2 separate regions of the Zea mays genome follow, and region 1 is linked to region 2. The links are chromatin contacts, called in public Hi-C maps. All regions are on one chromosome and are shown on one strand. Each heading gives the region's core, a stretch centred on a gene start, on an enhancer-like site or on the middle of the called end of the contact. The rest is flanking DNA. Distances are from core to core; before and after follow the strand shown. Region 1 holds the start of LOC100273319 (myosin heavy chain-related). Region 2 holds the start of LOC100276101.

Region 1 (2,700 bases), core at 38-2,537, 250 kb after region 2:
TCAAATTGAGGCAACTTTTTGCACGAGCAGACGTGGGTCCGGTGTGTGCAAAACTAAGGGTGACTGTCACGTGGGCGCCTGTAGTCTGCAATGTGGGCCCAACGTCCGGAGTGTGTGATGGCTTGCACGATAGGATTGGGGGATTTTGTCACATGGGACCGGAGTGCCCCAAGTCAGGAGTTGGTCGACGTCCCGCGTCACAGAATGTGATGGTTTGCCGGACAGCAACGACGGAGGAGCCATTATGGCTTAGTGTGGCATCAGCCATACCTTACTTTTAATAACTCTCATATCTTCTACTATAACAACAAAATAAGACGTGGTGTGGTGGATATTGTGTCTCTAATCTAGTAGCAGGTCTTGAGTTCGATTTATAATTCTTACAGATTTCATTTTTTACTGCCGGACAGGGATGGGGGCAAAACAGGAAATGAAAAAAGGCAGAACGACAGGGTACCCTTACCGCCTTAATAAGTAGTAGAGATATTTTAATTGCTTTATCATCTTTTTAAAGGCCCCTTTTATGTTATCCATGGTGGAGCGATTCAACAAGTTATTGAATTTTTGAAATAATTTTAATTTAATCATCCTTGTACCAGTCTTATATTTCATTCGTCCCAAATTATAATTCGTTTGATTTTTTATATCAAGTTTGATTGACTCGTTTTACTGTTTTATTTATTTTTCGAAAAATAAAAATTTAAAGCTATATTTAAATTATATTATATCTAAATGATATCATAGTAAAAAATAATATTAATTAAAAAATGTTTTGAATAGGATGAGTCGGCTAAATTTAGGGTAAAGGAGTCAATCAAACTATAAATTGATATAAATCGAAACGAAGGAAGTATAATTTATAATCGTACTTTTCTCCACGGAATACATGGAACCGATGGATCGACCGCCCAGGACACCGTCCCCGATCGTCACTGCCACGAAAACAATCACCTCAATGTCGTCGCCGATAACGGCACGCCACCTGACACTGACAGCGTCGAGGGCTCGAGGCGCCCACGGGTCCACGGCACAGTGAATCTATGCCCGTACGCGTACCCAATAGCTTTCCGCCACGTGCGTCCCCGCCCCGTGACCACGTGCCTCCGCCCCAGCGCGGCGTCGTAGAAAAAAAGATCTGCGCCCGAGCGCGAGTCTCCGAACGACAAACACGAGCGCGGGCGCGCACAAGTTCGCCAACCCCCACGCCCCACCCCCCACCCCCCGCGTGCTGCGCGTCGTTGGAACCAAGGATTGGATTAGCCTCGCCGAGGAGGAGGTGGTGGTCGGCGAGGGGCTCGCGGGGATGGGGATCTCGAGGCCCCTTGTGATGGCGATGGCGGTGGCGCTGCTGATCGCCGTCGCCGGTGCGACCGCCGAGGAGCAGGAGCCCCTGCTGGCGGCGGACGCGGTGGCCGGCGCGGTGGAGGCGGCGCTCGGGGAGGTGGAGACCGCGGCGCTCAGGGCCGAGCTGGGGCAACTCCGGGCGAAGATCTCGGCGCTAGGTCAGTGCCCAAGGCTTGAATCCACGGGGCGCGCTTGAATTTTTACACTCGGGATGTTTTGGCTTGGGACGGGTTGGTGGTGGGATCGTCGAGTCTGTGCCGCGCGGCTAGGTTAATTCGTGTTTTGTTTCACTGGATTGACGCCGCCCCGGCGAGCTCCGGACTTTAGGACTGCGACTTCGCGGTGGTTGGTGGGGGTTTAGCGTCTGCTTGCTTCTGGATGGCGACGGTGCGTGCGCGACGGTGCTCGATTCATCGACTTGCTCGGGATGCTGCGGAATTTTATCTGGTTCCCTCTTGCCGATTTCGACCGTGGGATGAAACAGAATTGGATAACTCACTCGTTTTTTTTTTTTTTGGGGGGGGGGGGGGGGGGGGGGGGACTGCTCCTTCTTAGGGAAAAATACAGCAGCGTCCTCTGTTGTTTGTTTACACCGTACCACACCCACCACTACTAGTAGCTTTGTTTCCTGATTGCCGTTTTTACTCTAATTACACGTAAGGTCCCATTTAGAGCAGGTTTAATAATATAGCTAACTGTCCGCTACAACTATAAGGATCTTTGCAGCTTATCTTGTAGCCGATATATAAAGGTTGGCCCTTTACAACTAATATATGGTCCATTTGTCTCTCAATTCTCAAATTTCTTGGTTCCCTTTATAAAGCTGGCTGGTAGTTTGTAGCCCACTTCTACACTCTATCCTCCTCTCTCTTCCATGTCAGTATTTAGCCGGCTTACAATCATCTATTATACTTGCTCTTACTACCACTGTACATTTATACAGTGGGCCATTGTGTAATTGCAGCTCTTGTGCTTCTGCCATGGATGGTGAACCACTGCCATAATTTTTAGGGCCTGCTTCATTGATGTGTACTGAAAATTCCAACCAACTACCCTTCACACAGACCATACTGGCTCGTAATCTTTATTGAATTGAATAGCCTGGGAAAGTCTTATCTATATTAATTGCAGCAAAACAGTAAATTCGTAGTGCTGTGAAGATGCCTGTACTACTGAAGAGTATAAACTCAAACTGTACCACGACATGGAAATAATATCTTCTCATCATGATCTCATTTCTGTCATAAGCTTTACTTTGCCACTTTGTCATTCTATATCTGCCTACCAAGTTAATTCCAATTTCGAGATCCCTCGGGAGCCATCATTATGTTTGTTTTCATGCCACAGAGTCAGACA
Region 2 (2,700 bases), core at 164-2,663:
TGTTTGAGAAAGAATACAAGTGAAAATTGTGGGCATACCAAATTACGCATGCAACTACCATGGACCACTTGTTTCATCATTAAGCCTCTTTACAGTAGGGACCATATAAAATGCTAGCAAGTCGCCATGTTGACTATAATCTATAACAGTAGAATAGCAACAACTGGGCCTTGATAACTAAGAAGTATCCAAGACAAACATGCTAAATTATAGCATCAGACTAGGTACATGCATAATCACACGGCATCACATTACAACCAACTGCATGTGAGAAGCTACAACCAAGCATATAGGAGAACATCCATGATCCATAGTCAGCTGCATGATACATCTTTTACCTGGATCCTTCATGAGCTGCGCGATCATCTTATGAAACACCAGCATCCTCTCGCAGTACTTATCATACAGTGAATCAAACCCACACAGCGGGAAGCCATCGCCAACGCCCGTCTCCAGCCACTCCCTGGGGCTGCCCCCTTCCTCCTCCCCGCTGTCATCCTCGACCTCGGCACACTCCTCCTCAGGGATGAGCACCATGAAGCTGTTCTTCCTGAGCTCCTTGAGCCTCCGCTTCACCTCATTGGTGATGAAATCATCGTCGTCCTCATAGTCCTCCTCCTCCTCTTCTTCAACCACCCCATTGCCCGCGCCTGTACCCTCTGCCGCCGCCTCGGCATTGGTCCTCTCCCCAATGCCCGGCTTCAGCTCCTCCAGGCCCCGGGGGGTCAAACCCCCGGCGCTGTCGTCGTCGGATTCAACTGCCTCTCCCCCACCCCCGGCGCTCTTCTTCCCCTTCGCGAGCTTCTTAATCTTGAAGAAATCCATTAGCACGGTGTTGCCCGAGGCTATGGTAACCCCGAAGGCTCAAACAGACCCTCCCAAAAAGATCCCTCCTTTTTTCTTTTCCTTTTCGCCGATCCTTGATCCCAAAGTTGGCCGAGCAGCTTTGGTTTCCTTTTCCTGCAAACAGCACAGGAATCAGGGAGCGGACGGATAAAAGAAACCCTAAGAAATCGCGGGCTCGCGCCCGTGCTCGGCGGCCGAAATACCTCGAGAGAAGCGGTTACCCAGACGCCTGCAGCGGCTCGAATGCACGAGACCAGCCCAAGATCCGCCGAATCTGAGCCCAAGTCCCTCCGCCCTGGGGAAACCGGTTCACGGCTGCGACGGCGAGGCGGCGGCGGCGACCAGCATCTCCCCTGGATCGTGAGGTTCCCGGAGTGGTCGGCGCTGCGCAGCGCTGCTGGTTTCGTCGTCGCCTGGGACAGGGGGGGGGTCTAAAGACTGGTCAGAGCCGGAGGCGGAGTCGGCTCCTGGGGGCTCGCCGACTCTGGTCCGTTCGCCTCGTCGGTGTTTAAGCGGGCTCGAGGGTTTAAGCGGGGGAGCGACCGCCGCTTTGGGCTGTGGACTGTGGTTAGCGGTGGTGACTGTGGTTAGCGGGTGGTCACTCAGGTATAGAATAGAAGCACGAAGGGCACGAGTTGTGAGGGAAGGGGGGAGTGTGGAGTGCATCGGAGACCGCGTACGACGCGTGTCTCCGTCGCTGGTGTCCCTGCAGTGGGACCCGCTGCATCTGCATGGGTGGCTCTGGGCCGCATCGGAGGTGACGAGGCCCAGATAGACAAACAGAAGGGGCTAATGGAGGCCCGGTAAGCATCGGAGGAAATGAAACCAATATCTCGGTAGTACGAGCCATTGGCAAATGGCAACCAAACTTTCCGACACCGGCCCAGCGACATGTGTGTATTTCGACTAGAAAGTCTGCGTGCAGGGCGGTCGACAAACGTGTTTTATATCCACTATCTTTGGATTGTCATAACAAACATTTTTTCGTTTAAATTGGTGGATTCGAAATACATACATACCGGTACGAGTGATCAAAACATTACAGCTCCTCATATGAAATCATTAAGTTTCCATGCGTTCGCCAAGAATACACAAAGAAAAAATATACTGTATTTTTTTTGAAAGGTGGATGCACAATAATAAGGGGTTAGCTGTAGGTTAGCTGTATATAGCACTGCGTGAATAAGTTGCATGTGGCATGGGCAGTCCGTGACTCCGTGGCATATCTGCCATAGTACAATCTCCCACATCGGCAGCGTTAGAGCGTTAGATTAGGTCTAGTTCCGTTTGTTTCAACTTTTTTCTGATTCTATGGACTCTTAAACGTCTAATTTTTTACCTGTTTTATAGGATCGTTTTGAAAAAAAAACTATTTAAAATCAATGTAAGCACACAATCGATCGAAATGTCACGATAAAATCTATCACTTCTAAGATTCTAAATCGTACGGACCCTTCATACGTACGTACTTAGATCTGCTATACAGCCAAATTATTCTTACGACTAGATTCTCAGAAAGGCTAGTAAAAAAACTAAAACAAGCATGCCCTAGATTAGATTAGATGAGGGTGGTTTAGAGAGATTTGGAGTACATGATATGCATAGCAGGTCCGGCATAGGTTCCCGTTAAATTTAGACCCAAAAAAAAACTGCATTCCAAACTGTTCTTTAAATGCTAGTCAAAACGGGTAGTTGCCGCAGCATTTGTTTCAAAAGAGAGAGAGTACAAGTCTCTGTATAGTCCTCCACGTTTTTGACCTCAGTTATGGTCTCTCTCACATGTCTTAAAACCACGCTTTTGACCACAATTATCAAAGCTTCACTTCATATCCCCATTTCATGTCGCATCTATAT

The links. Hi-C and Micro-C count contacts between places; a contact is called where the count stands out from the background.
Region 1: a contact with region 2 is called in a Hi-C map of ear, with 8 times the contacts expected there. The contact joins the promoter of LOC100273319 here to the promoter of LOC100276101 in region 2. A contact is called at or near these places in 12 of 25 Hi-C or Micro-C datasets (bundle sheath, ear, endosperm and 5 more) and 1 of 3 datasets of contacts at active chromatin or transcription factors (leaf).

What each region holds. Positions count from the first base shown.
Region 1 is chr1:195,234,568-195,237,267 of Zm-B73-REFERENCE-NAM-5.0, forward strand. LOC100273319 (myosin heavy chain-related) reads left to right here and starts at 1,288. Exons shown (of 14, transcript NM_001147760.1): 1 at 1,288-1,502; 2 at 2,692-2,700. The coding sequence starts at 1,304.
Region 2 is chr1:194,981,247-194,983,946 of Zm-B73-REFERENCE-NAM-5.0, forward strand. It overlaps LOC100276101, which reads right to left and starts at 1,414. Exons shown (of 5, transcript NM_001374096.1): 1 at 1,050-1,414; 2 at 339-960. The coding sequence starts at 825.